2 separate regions of the Gossypium raimondii genome follow, and region 2 is linked to region 1. A link is a contact called in public Hi-C data. All regions are on one chromosome and are shown on one strand. Each heading gives the region's core, a stretch centred on a gene start, on an enhancer-like site or on the middle of the called end of the contact. The rest is flanking DNA. Distances are from core to core; before and after follow the strand shown.

Region 1 (3,800 bases), core at 949-3,448:
ACACTTAAAAACTATTTTTTATCCACTTTTTTACTCCCTTCTTTCATCCATTTACTTTCCAAGGTTATTAAAGGGTTGCAGCCGTGAAAATAGACCAAAATTAGAAGCATATTTTTGACAAACGAAAGGGGACATAAATGTCTGTTTCAAAATGTGATGATAGGTGAAACAAATGAATACATATATGTAGAGAGTAAAACAGTCAACATTCTAAAATTCTCAACTCTTTACCTTATTACCCATTCCCATCCGCTTTCAAAATTTCAACCATTTCCCAAAGGAAAAAGAAAGTTAGAATTTCAATTTCACAGGCTCGTGATTGTGAATTTTTTACCACTCCCTCCTTTCCATGCTTGTGTCATTCACACTCATTTATTTATTCTTATGTTAAACCATTGGTCTAATTTTTTCAGCAGTCCCTGTACTCTTTACATTTTTAAAATTTAATCTCTACTAATTGATATTTAACAGAATTTAGTTAAAAATGTTATGACTTTTGAATAAAAAGTTGAATGCAATATATTTAAATTTAGAAAAAATGTTATCAAATAAATAAAAAGACTACATACTTGAATTTAAATATATAAACAAAACTGTGTTTGTATAAAATAAATGACCGTATTTGGCATTCAGTCATGGCAATCAAACTCCACTCATCAACATCAACCCAAAGCTTTTGTGTAATCATTTTAGCTGTTATTTAACACTTTTTTTTCATTAAACAAAAGTGTGCTCCATTACCTAAAAGAAAAAAAAGTGTGTCATGTTTTAATCAATGTTGCTTTTATGGATTTACTTAAAAAAATCATGCTCTCCTTTTACAAATCTAACTTTTACTACTTATAAAGTACAATAAACTTACCTTTTAAAATTGATTTTTATAAATTAAACATTTTTTAATTAATTAATTAATAATTGAAATATGAAATTTACATGATGCTCGTGAAATTTTATTAAAATAAGAACAAAAAATTTACAACCGTATCTACAGATCCTTGTATCAAGTAAAACCAAATCAAAATTTAAAAAGAGGGGGGGGATAGGAAAAATCAATGTGCATTTCATTTTTCTTACCTTGTCAAAACAGTCAGTCATCGTGTGACGTCACCACGAAAGAGAATTTTGAAAAATAGGCGGGACCCGCAAGTTACCCAACTACGACCGCAGACCAACCCGCGCTTGAGCTGTGCCCCACAACTGTCATCACGCACCTCAGATTAACGGCTCCGATCTCCTACCGGATGCGAACCGCTTCATTCCACCTAGACTGACCGGTTCACTCTCCATAATTTCAGGCTCCATCGATATTGCGTCACGATCATCTGGTGGCAAACGAGACCTAATGTCCCTATTCCCTGGCGGCCACTGGGCTACTGGAAGCGCGTCTGATTCACTTGCTTTCCCACTGGACCTGAAAATAGCACGAAAACTTGAAAATAAACCGCTTCTTTTGCCCGTCGTTTTCTCTTTAACTGTTTCAACTCCGGTCGATTTTTGGCTGTTCTTTTTTAGCCGGCCATTCCGGTCACGCTTCGATCTCACTCTTCCCATACAAGAAACCTTAGGTGAAGATGGTTCAACAACTGGCCGATCCGATTTAACTGAGCCAGGCCGTTTAGGAAACAATCTAGTGTTCCCAGGTTTCCTGTTCTTCGTTTCGACAAAGCAAGACTTCTGCGGTTTCGGTAAGCCGATGATGGAAGCTTTAGACTTTCTCAGAGAAAAGCGTTGAGAATTGGAGATCGAGTTAAGATTAGGGTTGAGGTTTGCAGAGTTGGGACCTGAGTTTCCTTTATGCGAATCTTTCCGTTCGTAAAAGGCGTTACGATCGAACCAGTCGAACTCGGCGTCTTTGGATAAGCAAAACGATTCTGGCGGGAAATCCGACGGGATTTCTTCTTCAATATGTTTCTCCGCCGGGTGGAGGTGGTCGTCGGAATCACTTTCGCTGGTTGCTAAAGTCTCGCAAATGATTTTGTTGTCGCAAGAGCCCCCGGCACAGGCGGAAACAAGGGTTTCTAAATTGCCTTGTGGCATTGTACGAAGGAAAAAATACACGCGCACTTGAATGTAGAAAAGGGTAGAAGTTTGACAGAGAGGAAGGTCGAATTGAGAATATTTATATATAAAAAAAGTAAATTGTTTTTTCTTTCGGAAAATTGAGAGAAAAATTGATGCTTTGGGTGGGAGAGTTTCAACGTTGTTGACTAGCGTTTGCTTCCTTTTTATGGTTTGAGATTATTTCTGATTCAGATAAAGTGAATTAGATAAATTCTCGTTTTCAAAAGATTTATTTGGAGGTATTTTCATTTTATTAAAAATGCAATAAAATTTAAATGATGTAGAATTTAAACCCATAATATTTATAAAATAAAATATTAATTTTATAACTGAATCAATAATATTTACATAAATAATGTATTTGTATTTTTTATATGAAGCATTTATGTGTTTAAATTTCTATTTTAATTGCAGTTTAATCTAGTTTTTCATTTCATATTTTATTATTAATTAATTTAAAATGATAAGTTTATTAATATCTATATTCTAAATGAGTAATTTTGGTTAAAATGTTTTTCAAACTTATTAAAATTCAAAATCTAAGCAGCTAAATATAATTAAAAGTATCAAAACATATAATTTAAAAAAGGGGATTCAGAATTGTTTTGAATTAATAGAATATGTATTTAGGAAATAGAAAAGAACCCACAGAAATTCTTTGCTTGCGAAATCCAGATACTAGTAGCAGTAGGAAACCACTTCATGCATGACGTAAAGGTCTTGGTTGCTTGATGGATATAGGTAAACATGGACAAATTTTAGTTTTCATATATGTAATAGAAAATATATCCACAATCGTCCAAAAAGTTAGATAGGATAGTGCGTGTTCTTTTTCTTCTAGATCCTTTTGTCTTTCTTTCTCGTTTTATGCTCAAGTTCAACCAACTCCACTAAAACAAATTCATATAATTTGTTTAGTTTTACTACATACCCTAAATGCGTGTGCAAATATATATTACTGATTTCATTTATATCAAATAAAGTTTACAGTGGTCAGTCACGATTCGTGTAGAGAGCTGGAAGAGGCGTTATGAATACTCATGAGTAAAAAAAGATGTTAGTGAATAGAGAGGAGATCCTGAAACCCTTCTCGAGGCATCATGTGTTTGTCTTTCACCCATTTCATATTCTCTATAGTTGATCAGTCGATCTATTGGTATCACTTTTTCTTAAGTAACGGTTGTTTTACAAGGATAATAGTAAACATGATGTATGGATATGTTGCTTTTGTCAGAGGTGTCATCTTCATAATTTGTGGGTTCGCGAGTGGAACCTCTCTAAGCTCTAGTTGGTACGATTTGGTTCTTGTGAGTTTCTAGCTCGCAAGGTATTCTATAAGATCAGTTTGCGAGATGTAAGTATAATTAATTAATTAATTTAGATGAATAATTCAAAGATTTGATGATATTATAATAAAATTTTATAAAAGAAATTGTTGGGAAATCAAAATTTATAAAAATGTAAGCAAATATATATAATTTATAATATAAAAAAGGCGTAAAATGTAATATGAAAATTGAAGTTACAGCAGGAAATGATTAGTTGGGTAATATGATGTTGGGGTAGGAGGAAAGCCGGAGTTCATTAGGTATGAACCAGTTGGACAAAAGGAGAGACAACAGCTTGATTCTAACAAATCTCCTCGTCCACCTTTTCATCACTATCATTCATTCATTCTTCACTATTTAGGTTAGATGGACCTGATAATATTAAATATGATATGACTAGGTTTTGTATTT
Region 2 (3,359 bases), core at 72-2,571, 49 kb before region 1:
CAATGTCTCTATCTTTTGTGAGTCATCCGCTATGATGCCCAAGACAAGGCATTTTCCCAATTAGACTTGATAGATGAGATATTAGTCTTTTAATTTGTTTGCTCATTTTCGATTAGGCTAACGACGTATTTAGGTTCGTCTACTAATAAAATTTATCTTTTCGTATTAAGATCTGACCAAGCAATACTGATTAGTATTAGTTAAACATTAGACAACCAATGAGCAACATTTGCTTTCATTTTGCATTTTGCTTTGCGTGTAAAAACCATTTGAGGATAATAATACAAAGTATATTAATTGTAATCAATGAATTTATTTTATTAACCAATCTATTCGAAAAAATTACAAGTTTACATTTTTCTATTCCATTGGGATAATAAAATAAATTCATTGATTACAATTAAAATAAACTAAATCAATGAATTGTAATCAAAGTCTCTTTGGCTTTTACATTTTGCTATTCCATTGGGTTACTTTATGTCACTCTTTTTGGATATTATTTGGAGACATTTATTGATTGTATTGTGAGGTATTTGGGAGAGTAATTTGTAACAATTTGATTCATTGTTGGGGCTGCAAATGTCTATTGCTGTAAGGGTAGTTTTTTGGCTTTAGCCAATAAGTGTTTTGGTTGGATTGTTGAATAAGAATCATTCTCTGAGCAATGCTCGATAGAGTAGGATTGGTGAATTTAAATTTTATTAAAAAATATTGTTTGTTGGTTTCTTTCCTTATTTGCTCCTTGGTTTGCTTTGTCATTAATTTAATTTGTCTAATTATGTTCCAACTGTAATTAGAATGAAATTGTTTTTCAAGTGCAAACTGAAGACTTTTTCATTTGTCAATTAGAAAACCAAAAGAGAAAGAAGCCAAAGAAGAGAGAACAAAAAAATAACAACAAAGTATTTTGGGATAATTATAGAGAGGTCCCTAGCTTTAGTAAAAAGTACAAATACAATGTCATGTGTCAGTCATTTAATGGGCTAATATGCCACATTAGCAATCCGTCAGTAGATTAACAAAACTTTTAACGATGGTGATTAATTTAGACAATTATATTAATTAAAATGACTAAATTAAAAAAATATTAAAGTAATCGAAATAAGACAAACCCTATTTTAAAGTGACTATGGGTGCAACTTACCTATTATTTTGCTTGTGAAATGGTTCAAGCCGAATTGGAGAATATACAAAATGGAATACGCAACAGCTTTCTTGGGTGTTTATCAATGGTTCAGGTTGTACAATTGAAGACACCATTAGGCCCACATAAAAAGGTGGCCCAATCATAGGCCCATACATTTTAAAAGGAAACTATTACGCATTAGCATTTTTCCTACAGTTTTGTGAAAGGTCTACAAGGGCGGCTTGTTCCCTTTCCGCACGCCACGAGGCACACCACATAGATAATAAAATATAAGACAAAAACCAACCCACCAACACTTCTTTTAAAAGTAATAAATAAATAAATTGCAAAATGAGTAATTAATCAAGCCGATAAAATATGGGTTCGTAATTGGTTCATTTAATTTCATTCAATTCTATGTTAAATTTATGGTTAAAATATGTTACAAGTCTCTGTATATTTTAAAATCTAAGAATTGAGACATTGTACTTATATTTCATAAAATTTAGTTTCTTTAATTTTTAGATTTTAAAATTTAAGTTTAACTGTTAATACTATTAAATTTTTTATTAAATCATTATTGTGATATTTTTCAAATAAAAAGATATTCATTTGGTAGTCATGTAATTAAAAAAGACTTTGTAATTAATTTGAATTTAACAAAAAGTTAAAAATATTAACAATTGTACTTGAATTTAGAAATCTAAAATACAGAGAGACTAAATTTCATAAAATAAAAGTATAAAAACTAATTCTTAATTTTTAAAAATTACAAAAACTTATGAGACATTTTAACCTAAATCTATTGAAAAACTTATTTATCCGATTCTTTTATATTTACTCAAGACTTTGGTTATTTCAATTTAGTAAGTCTTCTTCACTTTCCCACTCTTTTTGATGAAATGAATTTTGGCAGTGGGAATTGGGAAATCATTTCCAAATCCATCGCACTCCTCACTTTATATTCATAAATCATGGGAAATTTTTATATTCATAAATTATTCAATTTTTGAATATTAAATTTCAAAACATTCATTAAAATAATATATTGTTTAGTAACTTAGAGATTTTATTAAATATGATGTTATTCAATTTTGTTACTTTTAATCTTGTTTTTTTTCAAATTTTTCGTGTTTCTTCACATATAAGTAACTCTTTTCTATAATAGTCCCATTTTGTTTATCAAGATTTTACGATATAGAGATATAGCTATTATACACCTATAATAACACATTGTTATACAAAGATAATTGTTCTAAATCTACCATAGAATTCATATAATTATTTTCATTAAATAAATAAAGTGAGAATTATGTTGGAAAAAGAAAGAAAGTGAGAATAAAGTCAACAAAATTAAACGGTGTATAACGTGTCATGCATTATTACCTTTATGCATATTTTATTTTACACTTGTTTTCATGATTAATTATAAAGTTCATAAATCTAAAATGTTCAACTAATCAATATAAGTTATCAAATTAAATTGATTAATTTATTATGAGTTATTAAATTCAAGTTGTCACGTTAGGATTCCTAAGGTCTTAAGTAGCAAAAGAGTTTGACATGCTAAATTGAAAAGTTCTCTAATCTAGCGGGTTCTTTTTGCAAATAAGAACAAGTAGTAGGCCGGTTGAGGAAAAGTTGGATTTCAACCATAATCCAGTTGGTTATGAACTAGAAATTACTTAGTGGGAGACATGATAATTAAAAGGTTGTACACTTGGGTATTGAAATAGAGATTGGTGAAGGAAGTAAGGGAGTACCATATAAGGGAGATATGTTATCCTCTGGGATCGTCTTTTTCTTTCTTTGATCTTTCTTCACCATCTTCATTGGTTAGGGTTGCAAGGAAGAAATATGAAAGAGCAGTCTGCATGGAGGAAAGAAGCTAAGGATTGTGCACAAATAACTAATGATTTATCGAGCCGGTAAGTTTCCTAATCTTTCTGTATGCACGAATTTAAGGAAAAGGAAGAAAGGTAAAGATGTCAATTAACTGTCGAATTTGTTTTGTTCTGATTTGGAATTTTGAATAGTTGCTTAAATGGTTTATGCATGCAAGTAAAGTATGATTCTTTTGATGATTAGAGAATTTGAATTTGGTTGTTATGTTGTATTGACTATAGAGGCTGATGTAGCAAGGGAAAAAGGCTTAGAAGATGGATTTGGCGGCAACTCCCAAGTGAGTTCTCAGACTCAGATCTTAAATGGATGTATTTTATGTTATTCATAT

The links. A called contact is a pair of places that touch in the nucleus more often than the background predicts.
Region 2: a Hi-C map of leaf shows a contact between it and region 1, with 1.6 times the contacts expected there. The contact joins the enhancer-like site here to the promoter of LOC105766656 in region 1. A contact is called at or near these places in 2 of 2 Hi-C or Micro-C datasets (both in leaf).

What each region holds. Positions count from the first base shown.
Region 1 is chr4:21,706,232-21,710,031 of ASM2569854v1, reverse strand. LOC105766656 (hypothetical protein) reads right to left here and starts at 2,198. Exons shown (of 1, transcript XM_012586201.2): 1 at 929-2,198. The coding sequence starts at 2,037. The coding sequence ends at 1,213.
Region 2 is chr4:21,755,238-21,758,596 of ASM2569854v1, reverse strand. No RefSeq gene overlaps it. Among protein-coding and RNA genes, the nearest start is that of LOC105766655, 9.7 kb to the left of the region's middle. Within about 2 kb of position 1,321, the one cell type or tissue checked has open chromatin away from gene starts, as enhancers often do. A contact at or near this core is called in leaf, where this site is marked.